Linked DNA regions of Sus scrofa: region 1 is linked to region 2. The links are chromatin contacts, called in public HiChIP or PLAC-seq maps. All regions are on one chromosome and are shown on one strand. The core of a region is the stretch at or near the end of the contact, and the rest is flanking DNA. Distances in the headings are between cores, read along the strand shown. Region 1 overlaps KMT5A (N-lysine methyltransferase KMT5A). Region 2 holds the start of RILPL1 (RILP-like protein 1).

Region 1 (5,529 bases), core at 1,169-3,668, 110 kb before region 2:
AACCACTGAGCCACGACGGGAACTCCAATTTAGCCTTTTTCTTCCCCCTGGGGTCTGCAGCCCATTTCCTGAAAAGCCACTGATCTTGCCTTTGTGCCAGTCTTGCTGGCCTTGATGCTTCTGCTTCAAGGACTGTTACCCTCAAGGCCCGATATGTTGATAAATTCTATGGGAGGAATCTTTCTCCAGCGTATATATCAATTCATCATGGTGTAACACTTCAAATATCTTGTAATTGTATTAACTATTTATATCTCAACAAAGCTGGAAAAAAAAAATGCAGAGAACCGAAAGCTCTGCCCAGTGTCTGGGTCCAAAGAGTAAAGCCAGAAGGTTTTCCTAAGAAACCCATTAGCAGACACCAGCCTTAGCAGACCAAGGGCACTGCTGTCCAGCACATCTATGCCCCTCTCCTTTCCTAAAGCCTGGCTTTGAAGGCAGCTGAGGGCTGGAAAGTGGGAAACGGAGAGTCTGGAATCAGCCCGTCTCTCTCCACCCTTTGCCCACAGAGAAAAGAAACTCTGGGAATGCAATACGAAGCACCGTGAAGTCCGAGGAACAGAAGATCAAAGACGCCAGGAGAGGCCCCCTGGCACCTTTTCCAAACCAAAAATCTGAAGCAGCAGAACCTCCCAAAACCCCGACCTCGTCTTGTGATTCTCCCAATGCAGCTGCTGCCAAGCAAGCCCTGAAAAAGCCCATGAGGGGCAAACAGGCCCCCAGGAAAAAGTAAGTGCCAGCCCGCCCCTAAGACCGGGCAGTCTGGTCCTGATACTGGCGTGGCCTGTCCAGTGCCAGCCAGGTTGAAACCATCCCTGCTCTCAGCCTGCATTAGAGCTCAGATTCCTGAGTCGCCACTAGGGATACCAGTATTAGTCAGCATTTTGTCTGGCACAGGTACAGAGCTCAGGAGCCCCCTCCCCGCCAAGAGCAGGCAGACTGTCTTTGACACTCTCTCTGAGGCCCCCCTGGGCAGCAGAGCCTTGAGTGACCCTGGGACACCGTGGACAAAGGTGTTTAAGTGACATCATTCTCAAGGAGCTCTCTCCTAAGGGGTTGTGTGCTTCCCTCCCGGATGTGAATGTGGTCTCCGTGCTAATACTTGCTTTCTCCTCTTCCTTTCCCATCCCAGAGCTCAAGGAAAAACGCAACAGAATCGCAAACTCACGGATTTCTACCCTGTGCGGAGGAGCTCCAGGAAGAGCAAAGCTGAGCTGCAGGTTAGAGGCATGTGGTTTTAGCCTCGGCTCCTGGAGGGGCAGGGAGGCCTGGGGAGCAGTGCAGGTAGTGTGCAGGACCTGAGCTCTCTTTGTATCATCTGGGGACAAGTCTCTTGGCCTCTGTGGCCTCGCTATTCTCCTTGGTCTAGTGGGGGCGGTCATCGTGATGTTCTGGGTCACCAGGAGCCTTGGTTAAGATGCCTCTGTGAAGGAGCCTTGTGACCTGTAGCATGTGGCATGGAAAGTCAGGTGTCACCATGAAAGCGACTTTTCTGGACATGTTGGCAGGGCCGTTGCATCCTGGGTCTGTGGGGAAGGCTGCTGTCTAGAAGTTTCCATGTCTTGGGGTAAAGAGGAGCAGCTTGGGAACTACTTACTGTGTATATGACCTCAGGCCTATACTTTACCACCCTGGGCCTCTCTATGCTGTCTGTGAAATGGGATAATAAAGCAGCCCCGCATGGCGTATTTGGGAGGATTCGATTTGTTAATGCACGCAGAACACTTAGAACCGTGCCTGGTACACAGTGAGACCTGCTAACTATTGTCGCTGTTGCTTCCCCGCTGTGGTCCCTTTTGGAGGCGCCTCTCTGCTCTTCGCTTGTTCCCACCCAGCCATGGTCCCCCAGAATCTGTGGAGGCCAGCCAGGCGGTGAGGCCCCGCCCGCCCACCGTCTTTGCAGAGTGCTGAGCTATGCAGCAGTTGATCAATATTTGATGCAGTGAGGTGTGGTGCTTGCCTTTCTGTTGAGGAAACTCAGGGTGTGGCCTGGCCCTGTGGCCTGCTGGGTGTGCAGATTAATTAACCTGGAGGCTGGCAAGTAGTGCTCCAGATTGCCACCCCCACTGAGGGGTGGGACATCTCAGCCCGCGCAGACCCCTTCAGCATTTAGATGGTGAATCTGTGGCTGTACATACAATGATCTAGTGTATCTCTTTCTCTTTTTGTCTTTGAATTGACAGGGCTACATTAAAAAACCAACAACAGAAGCGGGGGGGGGGGGGGGTCCGTTCCTACTCCCTTTCTCCCCCCTCCCCGGCTCCGCTCCAGAGAAGCTTTGGCTTTTATTTCTTTAGAAAGGCAGTGTTTTTCAGCCAAGAACAAGCTGTTACAAAATGTTTGCCTGCAGTGGGAGGCTGTGCTAGGTCACTCTTGGAGACGGCACTGCAGAGGGCGAGGCGGTGCCAGCCCCAGAACCCGGGACACTTCCCGGTTGCAGCTAGAGCCCCAACACCCACAGGGAGTCTGGGGGTCCACCAAGGGCCGCTGTGGGCTGCAGGATAGGGGTAGCTGAGTTTGCCTTTTTAATGAAAAAAACGGCTTTTCTGTCGAGGAGTGAAGGCTGCAGAGGGCTGTGATGCAGGTCTCCTGTATGTTGCAGCAGATGAGTAGAAGAGAACAGGCACTTGCTGCCCCAGGGCTCAGTCTGCAGGCACAGTAAAGCTGGCTCTGTCACTGGACCAAGAGCCAGTCGCTAGGGAGAGCCGTGCGGTGCCTGCCATCGTTTGTGTTGGCTGTCCTGAGTGGGCACTGTGGCCAGGTGGTTGCAGGCCAGGACAGTGAGGTGGCTGCTGGCCGGGTGGGGCTGTGGCCTGCAGGGCGGTGTCTCCTCTTGATTACAGAGGTGAAGCCCAAAGGTGGGGCGGCTGCATCTCCGCTGAGGGGGTAAGGTCAGGGACTGCCCTTCTGGGCTGGGCAGAACGGAGGCCTGGGTGGATGGGATGTAAGCAGGGGTGCAGATAGCTGGGGTGAAACAGAGCCCTGCAGGCACCTCGCTGGGGCTGAAGACTGAGTGGGCAGGACTGGGTCCAGGGTCCAAGTCCGGTCCAGAGGAAGCTAGGCCTTGGAGAGATGCCCTGAACCCCTCATTTGCTGTGGGAGCCGCTTCGCTGGCTGGAATGGCTGTGGGTGGGGTGACAGCCAGCTCTGGGGCAGGGACTGCAGTGTTGGCAGTGCCCTGGCCTCATCATCCCCAGCCCAGCCCTGGGCCTGGTGCAAAGCAGCTGCTGGTTCCAGCTCAGGAATGTCTTGGGTCATCCCTCCTTCCTCACTTTCTTTCAGACCTTGCTCCCCACCCCACTCAGGCCCTGGGTCCCCTGTGTGCTGCTGCCAGAATCCTCTTTTGGACACTCAGAGCTGGTCGCTCGCATGCCCCTAACACCTGAGCCTCCAGAGTGAAACTCAGACCCTTTGGCTCTGCATTCAGGGCATCTCGGCTGGCCCCAGCTCAGTCCTGCTTATTCTGCCACGGCAGGAAAATCCCCAGCTGCCTATCCCAGATTTCCCATGATTGTTCCCATTTACGTCTGCTCATTGGTCTCAGCATGCTTGTAACTAATTAATTATTCAACAAGGTGGTTGTGTGTGTGCCTATGGCAGAGTTGCTTTGAGGGCTTACTGTGTGCCAGGCACTGTTCTAGGCCAGGAGACTCCACAGTGAACAAGATCAGATGAGGCTCCTGAACTCACAGAGCTTATATTTAAGTGAGGAGTGATTAACAACAATAACAAAAAAACTGAAAAGCAAGATAATTTTGGAGCACTCTGACATTGGTTAATAAACCCTAGTAGTTGGATGGTGTGTCTAGGCCAAGGCTAGTTTAGCCATAGTAGCAAAGTTTCTCTGAGGAGGTGCCTTTTGAGCAGAGCTTGGAAGGGAGGAAGCAAGCCAGGCAAATGGATTAGGGAAAGGATTTACCAGGCAAGGGAATGGCAGATGCAAAGGCCCCGAGGCAGGACCAAAGCTGGCCTTCTGAAAGAGCCAGCCATTGTGGCTAGAGGGTGGGAGCCAGGGTGAGGCTAGGGCCTGGATCCTGCAGAATCTCAGGGCCGTCAGACAAATGGGTTTTATCCCAGTAGCAGAGCAAAGCTACTCATCTTAGGGTTCCTTGGTACATTTGTCACAACTAAGGAACCAGTGTTACTGTTAAATAAACTTCCTGGAGAACTTTAAGCAAGGGAATGACCTGATCTCCTTTACATTTTTAGAAGATCCCTCTGGCTGCCTTGTGGAGAAAGGGGCGGGTGGCTGGTTGAGGCCATGCCCCTGCTCCCGCCGTCTGATCAGCCCAAACTGGTGTTATATGAAATCAGAATTCTGATTTTTACGTGTCAGCAATTTAGATTTTTTTTTTAATTCTGCGTGGGCCAAGCAGAACACAGCCACGAGCCCAATTCTGCCCTTGCACTACCACTGTCTCCCTTCTGGTCCATCTGAACCCCAGGTGGCGAATTGTCCCCCTTCAAAAGGGCAGTGAGAGAAGGACGGGTGCTTGGGCAGCATCAGGGACCGATGCCATGGAAGCCAACTGTGAACGACCTGTGATCCCAGGCAGCCAGGGCTACTGGAATGGCCCAGGAGGGAATGCTGATGTACTTGTTTCTTTTTTCCTCCCCACCCAGTCCGAAGAAAGGAAAAGAATTGATGAATTGATTGAAAGTGGGAAGGAAGAAGGCATGAAGGTAAGGGGCGGCAGGGCCCACTGCATGGAGGCTAAGGCTGAGAGGTTGCACCTTCGCTGGTCCAGAGGCCGCAAAGAGCCATGCCGCTTGAACCCTCTCACTGTCAGTGTGACCAGGCAGACTCTTACAGGGACCAAATACCAAAACTATTGTTAAGGGAATGCCTCATGAAGGAAACATAATGGACCTTGTATGTGAGATGTTATCCTGAGGAAACTTTTTAAAAATTACAAAATACATAAAAAAGAAAATTTATCCTTGTAACCTTTTATCTATGTATTTATTTTTTGCTTTTTAGGGCTACACCTGCAGCATATGGATGTTCCTGGGTTAGGGGTCTAATTGGAGCTGTAGCTTCCAGCCTACACCACAGCCATGGCAACACGGGATCCTTAACCCACTGAGTGAGGCTGGGGATCGAACTGTGTCCTCACGGATACAAGTTGTATTTGTTTTCACTGCACCACAATGGGAACTCCCAGGGAAACTTTTAAAAGGACAGTGGTAAGTTTTTTCTGGACTATTTTCCTAGGGAATGGCATGCCCAGGGGATTTGGTTTTCTCTGAGTATATTTCAGACATACTGGGTAGATGAAAGGGGAGTAGCTCTCCATTAGTGGTGGCCAGATGGATCTGGACTAGTGCCCAGGGTTAGAAAGCTTCAGTTTCTACCCACCGTTGAGGGGGTTCTGGATTTAAGCCTAGGCCCCTCAAGCAGTCACTCTCCATTTCCATTTATAATGGAATAAGGAGAAACCCAGGAGGCTAAATTAGGGAATAAAGGAAAGACTCAGAACACTGGCTCCTGCTATTCCCCTGAAGAGGTCAGGTTGTGGATTTGGGTTT
Region 2 (5,558 bases), core at 2,737-5,236:
CACTGGGCAAGGCCAGGGATTGAACCCGAAACCTCATGGTTCCTAGTCGGATTCGTTAACATCTACGCCATGATGGGAACTCCTTGAAAGTCTATTTGTGTGTGTTTCCTGTCTTCCCTATTACCTACCCACTGCCTGAGATGAGGACCTGGTTTTCCTTTCCTCTACATCACCCGTGTCACCTAGGAGGGCACTGCAAGCTGTGGTTCCATCAACGGGGTTGCAGAGTGAGTAACCAGGTAGAACATAAGACTATGGCCTGGGACTGAGTGATGAACGGAACTGATTCTGAGGGTCTTTTGGGAGGAGGAGTTGGTGGAAGAGAGGGTGCATGCTTTACTGGAGCTATAATTGTTGAAAGAGAAGAAGGAAGGAAAAAAGGAAGGAATGGATGGAAGGAGGGAGGGAAGCAGGGCAGGGGAGAGGAGGAGGGAGGAATGAATAGACAGACAGATAAGAACAAGGATATGCCAAGACTTTTGTAGAAATAACACCTTGAAGAGCCTTTGAGGCTGCAGGAAAAAAAAAAAAATCAATGAGTCTTTCTTGATCCCAAGAATACGAAAGAACAGGGACTGTGGTTGTGAAGGGGAAAAAAAAAAAGGTTTTGTCCTCCAAATTAGAAAAGATTGTCCTCAACATTTACAAATAAGCTCTGACTCTGAACACACTGGTGTTTACTTCCTGGCTGACAGCGTTCCAGAAGTGACAAGTGCAGCTGGCTGGGAATGCCACCTGACTCCAGGCCTAGTGGTGTCTCCCAGCTCGGCTGCAGCAGACTTGAAATGCTTGGGGTGGGGACAGAGATGCTGGGACTTGTGTGACCTGGGCTAAGCCCCTTAGTCAACTGCCCCAATAAAAGGCAGTTGTATGAGAGGATCTCAAGGTTCCTTCCTTCCCCAAACCCTCTGGGAGAGATAGAAGGATCTGGAGAAGGAGTAGCGGTAACTGAGGTGAGGCGGCATCTCCATTTTCAGCCTAAGAGCACTCAGTGAAAGCCTTTCCTGGTCTAAATGCAAGTTAACACTGGTAAAGTCCTCAAAATGGGCCAGTATTTGTCTAGGGTACTTTAATTCTAACCATAATCCTATGAGGTGGGTACTATATTATTATCCCCATTTTACAGCTGTGGAAACTGAGGCACAGAGAGGCAAGGTAACTTGCCCAAGACCACACAGCCTGTGAGGGAAAGAGTTTGAAAACAGGCTCTCTAGCTCCAAAGTCTCTGCTCCTAAGAATCCTGACCTTCATTACAGGACAGGGACATTGTCAAGCTCTCAAGTTCCCTGTGATCTTGGAAATGGTGCCTAAGGTTTTCTCGGGAGTGTGAATCTCCTATCTGACCCCAGGGCATAGGGGCCTATGAGAACAAACACAATCAAACCTCCAAAACACTAGTGCTCTTAACCACCTAAGGATCTGCCCTCAGGTTAAGACTGCCTAGGCTCTGCTCCTTGAAAAGACACAGACCTCAAAGTACACACAGTAGGTGATGGCTGGTCAGATAGGTTCAGAGAGGCTCAGTGTATTTTCTGAGGCCACAGAGCAAGACAGAACCTGCTCAGGCACCCTGACTCCTCAAGGAAAAGCATTTCCTCCCATTCTCAGTCCGAAGGGTCTGACAAGAGCTTCCTTGGGCTGTGGTTGGGGCAGGAAACCACACATCTCCCACTTCCTTTTCCCCAGGCACCTTGTCTGGCCTCCAGGCCCAGTGAGGAGGCCCTGATTCTTGAGTCCAGAGGGATTCTTCTTTACAAGGCAGAGGCTTGGGCATAAAACTGCCTGAAATCATCCTCCTTCAAGAGAAGAGGCACAAGAATGACCTCCACCAGGGCTGGGACTCTGTCAGCACTAACTTGAGACAAATCCCCTGTCAGCACTAACTTGAGACAAATCCTCGCACTCTGATCCTGTTTCTTCATATATAAGATGAAGATAACAGTCCCTACCTCACAGAGTTGTGTGAGGATTAAAGATAAAATCACCTCATGTTAATAGACTCGAAGAAACCCTGCAAAGCCATTTGCAAACTGGAACTCAGAGACTGAGCGTCAATGAGCTTAGTGGCTAGAGGTCATATCCTCTTGGCTCTGGAGGGTTCTAGAGGAGGATGAAGAAAGGGGCCTGGTGTCCTAGCTTCTTAGGTGACACTGAAGGGCAGAGGGACTTATTTCATTTCTGGAAAAGAATAACATTACTTAAGCACTCAATTTTTTATTATTTTTTTGTCTGTGTCTGCAGCATGTGGAGGTTCTGGAGCCAGGAGTCGAACCCTTCCCACATAGCAACCCAAGCCACTGCAGGGACAGCTGGATCCTTAACCTGCTGAGCCTCAGCGGGAACTCCTAGCTAAGTACTTTAGAAAACATCCCATTTAATTCTCTTTTTTCCTTTAAATTTGCCATTTTAACTTTTTTTTTTTTTTTTTTTTTTTGGCTGCACCTGCATGCTTAAGTTTCTGGGACAGGGACTGAATGTGCACCACAGCAGTGACAATACCAGGTCCTTAACCCACTTAGCCACCAGGAAACTCCCCCATTTAATTCTTTTTTCTTTTTTTTTCTTTTGCTATTTCTTTGGGCCGCTCCCGTGGCATATGGAGGTTCCCAGGCTAGGGGTCCAATCGGAGCTGTAGCCACCGGCCTACGCCAGAGCCACAGCAACGCAGGATCCGAGCCGCGTCTGCGACCTACACCACAGCTCACGGCAACGCCGGATCGTTAACCCACTGAGCAAGGGCACGGACTGAACCCTCAACCTCATGGTTCCTAGTCGGATTCGCTAACCACTGCGCCACGACGGGAACTCCCCCCCATTTAATACTTAAAAGGTGGATCCTATTAGTATCACCATCTGATATGTGGGGAAATAAAGCACAGAGAGGTTAAATAACTTACTCAAGGTCACACAGCTATTAAATGGTAAAAGTAGGACCGGAACTTAGGTCTGACTCCAAAGAACTACCCTTAATCTCTGGGGGTGGTATATGCCAGGTCCCCTAGACTGGGCAAAAGAGGGCCGGGGCCTCCATCCCTATCCCTGTTGCCTATTCTCTGTGTACACATAAGTGTCACCTACAGTTGTCCTATACGAAAGGGCCCCTAGGTCCCAGCTGCTCCATTGCCCGGATGGGCAGACTGAGGCTACTGCCCACCTTCTGGTGCTTGCGCTCCTTCTCGATGCGGTCCATCCTCTCCAGGCGCAGACGATCCAGCTCGAGGCGCAGCTCGTCCAGCTCTGGTGCGACGTGGTGGCGGCTGACCAGCACCTCCAGGATCTCCAGGACGCGCACGACCTTGGGCATGAGGCGCGCGATGGCCTCGCAGCCGTGCTGGTCGATGACCCGCTCGAACTCGTGGCCCACGAGCGACGCGATGTCGTACACGTCCATGACGGTCAGCTCCGCCACATTCTTCTCCAGCGCTGACTCGGCTGCTAGCGCCGACCCCCGGTCCTCCTCCATGGCCCCCCGCCCGGCCTCTCCCTCACCCCGCAAACTAGTGCAACTCCCAAACTTGCCGCTGTCGAGGGCAGCGCCGGGCCGGGCCCACCTCCCTCTGCCGCCGCCGGCCCGCGCTTAGCTGGTCCTCCGGCGAGGGCGCACCGGGCGGGCGGCGGGCGTCGGCATGGGCGGAGGCGACCGGCCGGGAGCCAGAGGTCAGCGCGCCGGGTGCGGGTCTCCGCGCCCCGCTCGGCCCAGAGCCTGCTCCCCAGTGGGGGGAGAAGGAGGAGGAGACGGAGGCGAGGAAAGCGCGCGCGTGCGCAGGCCCGCGGCGCCTCCCAAGTTGGGAATCCGAGTTGGGCGCAATGGAGGCGCGGGGTCTAGCTGGAGAGGGGGCCCCCACTGCCCTCGGAAACAGTCCTCGCCCGAAGCTCGCCCACACGCCCGGGGCCTGGAAAGGAAGGGCGGCCGCGGCTCCTCCGGGAAACTTTGTCCGCGGCGACGCTGGGTGACCGGCTCCCCCCGCAGGGATGCCACGCGCCCCGCCCTGATCCCGGCCTGGAGAGGGGCGCGCCCAGCTTCCGCCGCCCGAGGGCGCCCTGGGGCCCCCACGGGCACCGCACCCCCACCCGCCGACTCCGCAGCCCCCCGCCCCCCCGGACCCCCAGCTCCACCCGCGGGACCTTCCTTCCCGCCTGCAGCCGGATCCCCCAGCGTGTCCGGAGGCGCCACCCCCTCCTCGGGCCCGGTCCTGGCTCCTCCTTTCCCACTCCCGCCTGGAGGGGTCAAACTAGCCCGGAGGAGAGGGAGTGGAGGCGGTGGGGATGGGGGTCGCCGGTCTCTGGACGATTCACAGCGTCAGCGGGCAGCCCCAGCTTTGGAGAGAAAAGGAGGGTTCCGGAGGTGGACTATGGGGTGGGGAGTCGAGGACCCGCCTCACCGACCTGGTCACCAGGCAGACCTGGCGACGCCAGGCCCTGTGCTCCAGGAGAGGCGCCCGGGAGAAGGGCAGAAGAGTGGTGCGGTCCTCTGGTCCCTGAGCCGCCGGGCTACGCTGCCTGCCGGGCCACGTCCATTAGTGGCTCCTTATGACATAAACACCACTTCACAGAGAAGGTGAGGCCGGGGTTTGGATTTCAGCTTTCTTGTCCCGAGCCCTCTTTCTTTTGACCTGGCTAAATCCGCTAGTCCATCAGACCACCCATCCCCGCCCAGGTGAGCCTTCCCTGAACCCACAACCCCACCCTTCGCACCCTCACGCATGGGTAATTAGGGACCTGCTTTTGCATCCACACAGCCTGCTGCCTACTCCCATAAAACTGCTCTTAGCACAGTGAGTTTTAACGTAGTTACAGGTAGCCTCCCCCATCAGATTGTGAGCTCCTTGAAGGCAGGAAAAAAAAAAAAAAAAACCTTTAATGTCTTTGTAGCTATAAAATCCACCCCAACCTGATACATGTGGATTAAAACTGAAGACTTTCAAAGTTTAAAATGTACTGAGAGTGGGTTAAAGATCAGGTATTGCTGTGAGCCGTGGTGTAGGTCGCAGACAGGGGTGGGATTCCACATTGCCCTGGTGTAGGCTGGCAGCTGCAGCTCCCATTCTACCCCTGGCCTGGGAATTTCCATACCCCGCAGGTGCAGCCCTAAAAAGCAAAAAATTAATAAATTAAGTAATTAAAATGCACTGAGCATTTGCTTCATATTTAGTTTAAAAATATATAGTGTTTACCATGTGCCAGATGTTATTCTAGGTCTATTATAAATATTTCCTCATTTACTCCATGGCTTTTCAAAAGTGGCCTAAGGACCACTGGGGTTCCCCACTACCCAGAGTCTCTTTGAGGTCCCTTTTGCTAGCTATGTATCAGTGAGAGCCTAGATGTTCTTCATATTCTTAACACTACACAGCCTATCATGATAGACTGAATATGCAGATGGAGATTTGAAGATCCAGATCTCTAATAAGGAACTAGACATTAAAGAGACATGCAAAAGTAGGAACCAATGTCACAGCTATAGTCCTCGGTACCTTTTTGTTTTGGAGCATAATTGATTTTTTTTTTTTTTTTTTTTTTGTCTTCTTGCCATTTCTTGGGCCGCTCCCGTGGCATAT

Evidence for each region. HiChIP or PLAC-seq counts read pairs in DNA pulled down with a chosen protein or histone mark.
Region 1: a contact with region 2 is called in an H3K27ac HiChIP or PLAC-seq map of skeletal muscle. The contact joins the enhancer-like site here to the promoter of RILPL1 in region 2. A contact is called at or near these places in 1 of 5 promoter capture datasets (fetal liver), 3 of 47 Hi-C or Micro-C datasets (epiblast stem cells, retroperitoneal adipose tissue and skeletal muscle) and 2 of 2 datasets of contacts at active chromatin or transcription factors (alveolar macrophages and skeletal muscle).

The regions. Positions count from the first base shown.
Region 1 is chr14:29,526,555-29,532,083 of Sscrofa11.1, reverse strand. It overlaps KMT5A (N-lysine methyltransferase KMT5A), which reads left to right. Exons shown (of 7, transcript XM_021072264.1): 3 at 510-729; 4 at 1,133-1,220; 5 at 4,624-4,683. Among named protein-coding and RNA genes, the nearest start is that of KMT5A, 14 kb to the left of the region's middle. Within about 2 kb of position 2,418, at least 22 of the 83 cell types and tissues checked have an H3K27ac peak or open chromatin away from gene starts, as enhancers often do. A contact at or near this core is called in retroperitoneal adipose tissue and skeletal muscle, where this site is marked.
Region 2 is chr14:29,422,548-29,428,105 of Sscrofa11.1, reverse strand. RILPL1 (RILP-like protein 1) reads right to left here and starts at 3,986. Exons shown (of 7, transcript XM_001925355.7): 1 at 3,155-3,986. The coding sequence starts at 3,463. LOC102160998 (collagen alpha-1(I) chain-like) reads left to right here and starts at 3,605. Exons shown (of 2, transcript XM_005670587.3): 1 at 3,605-4,558. The coding sequence starts at 3,627.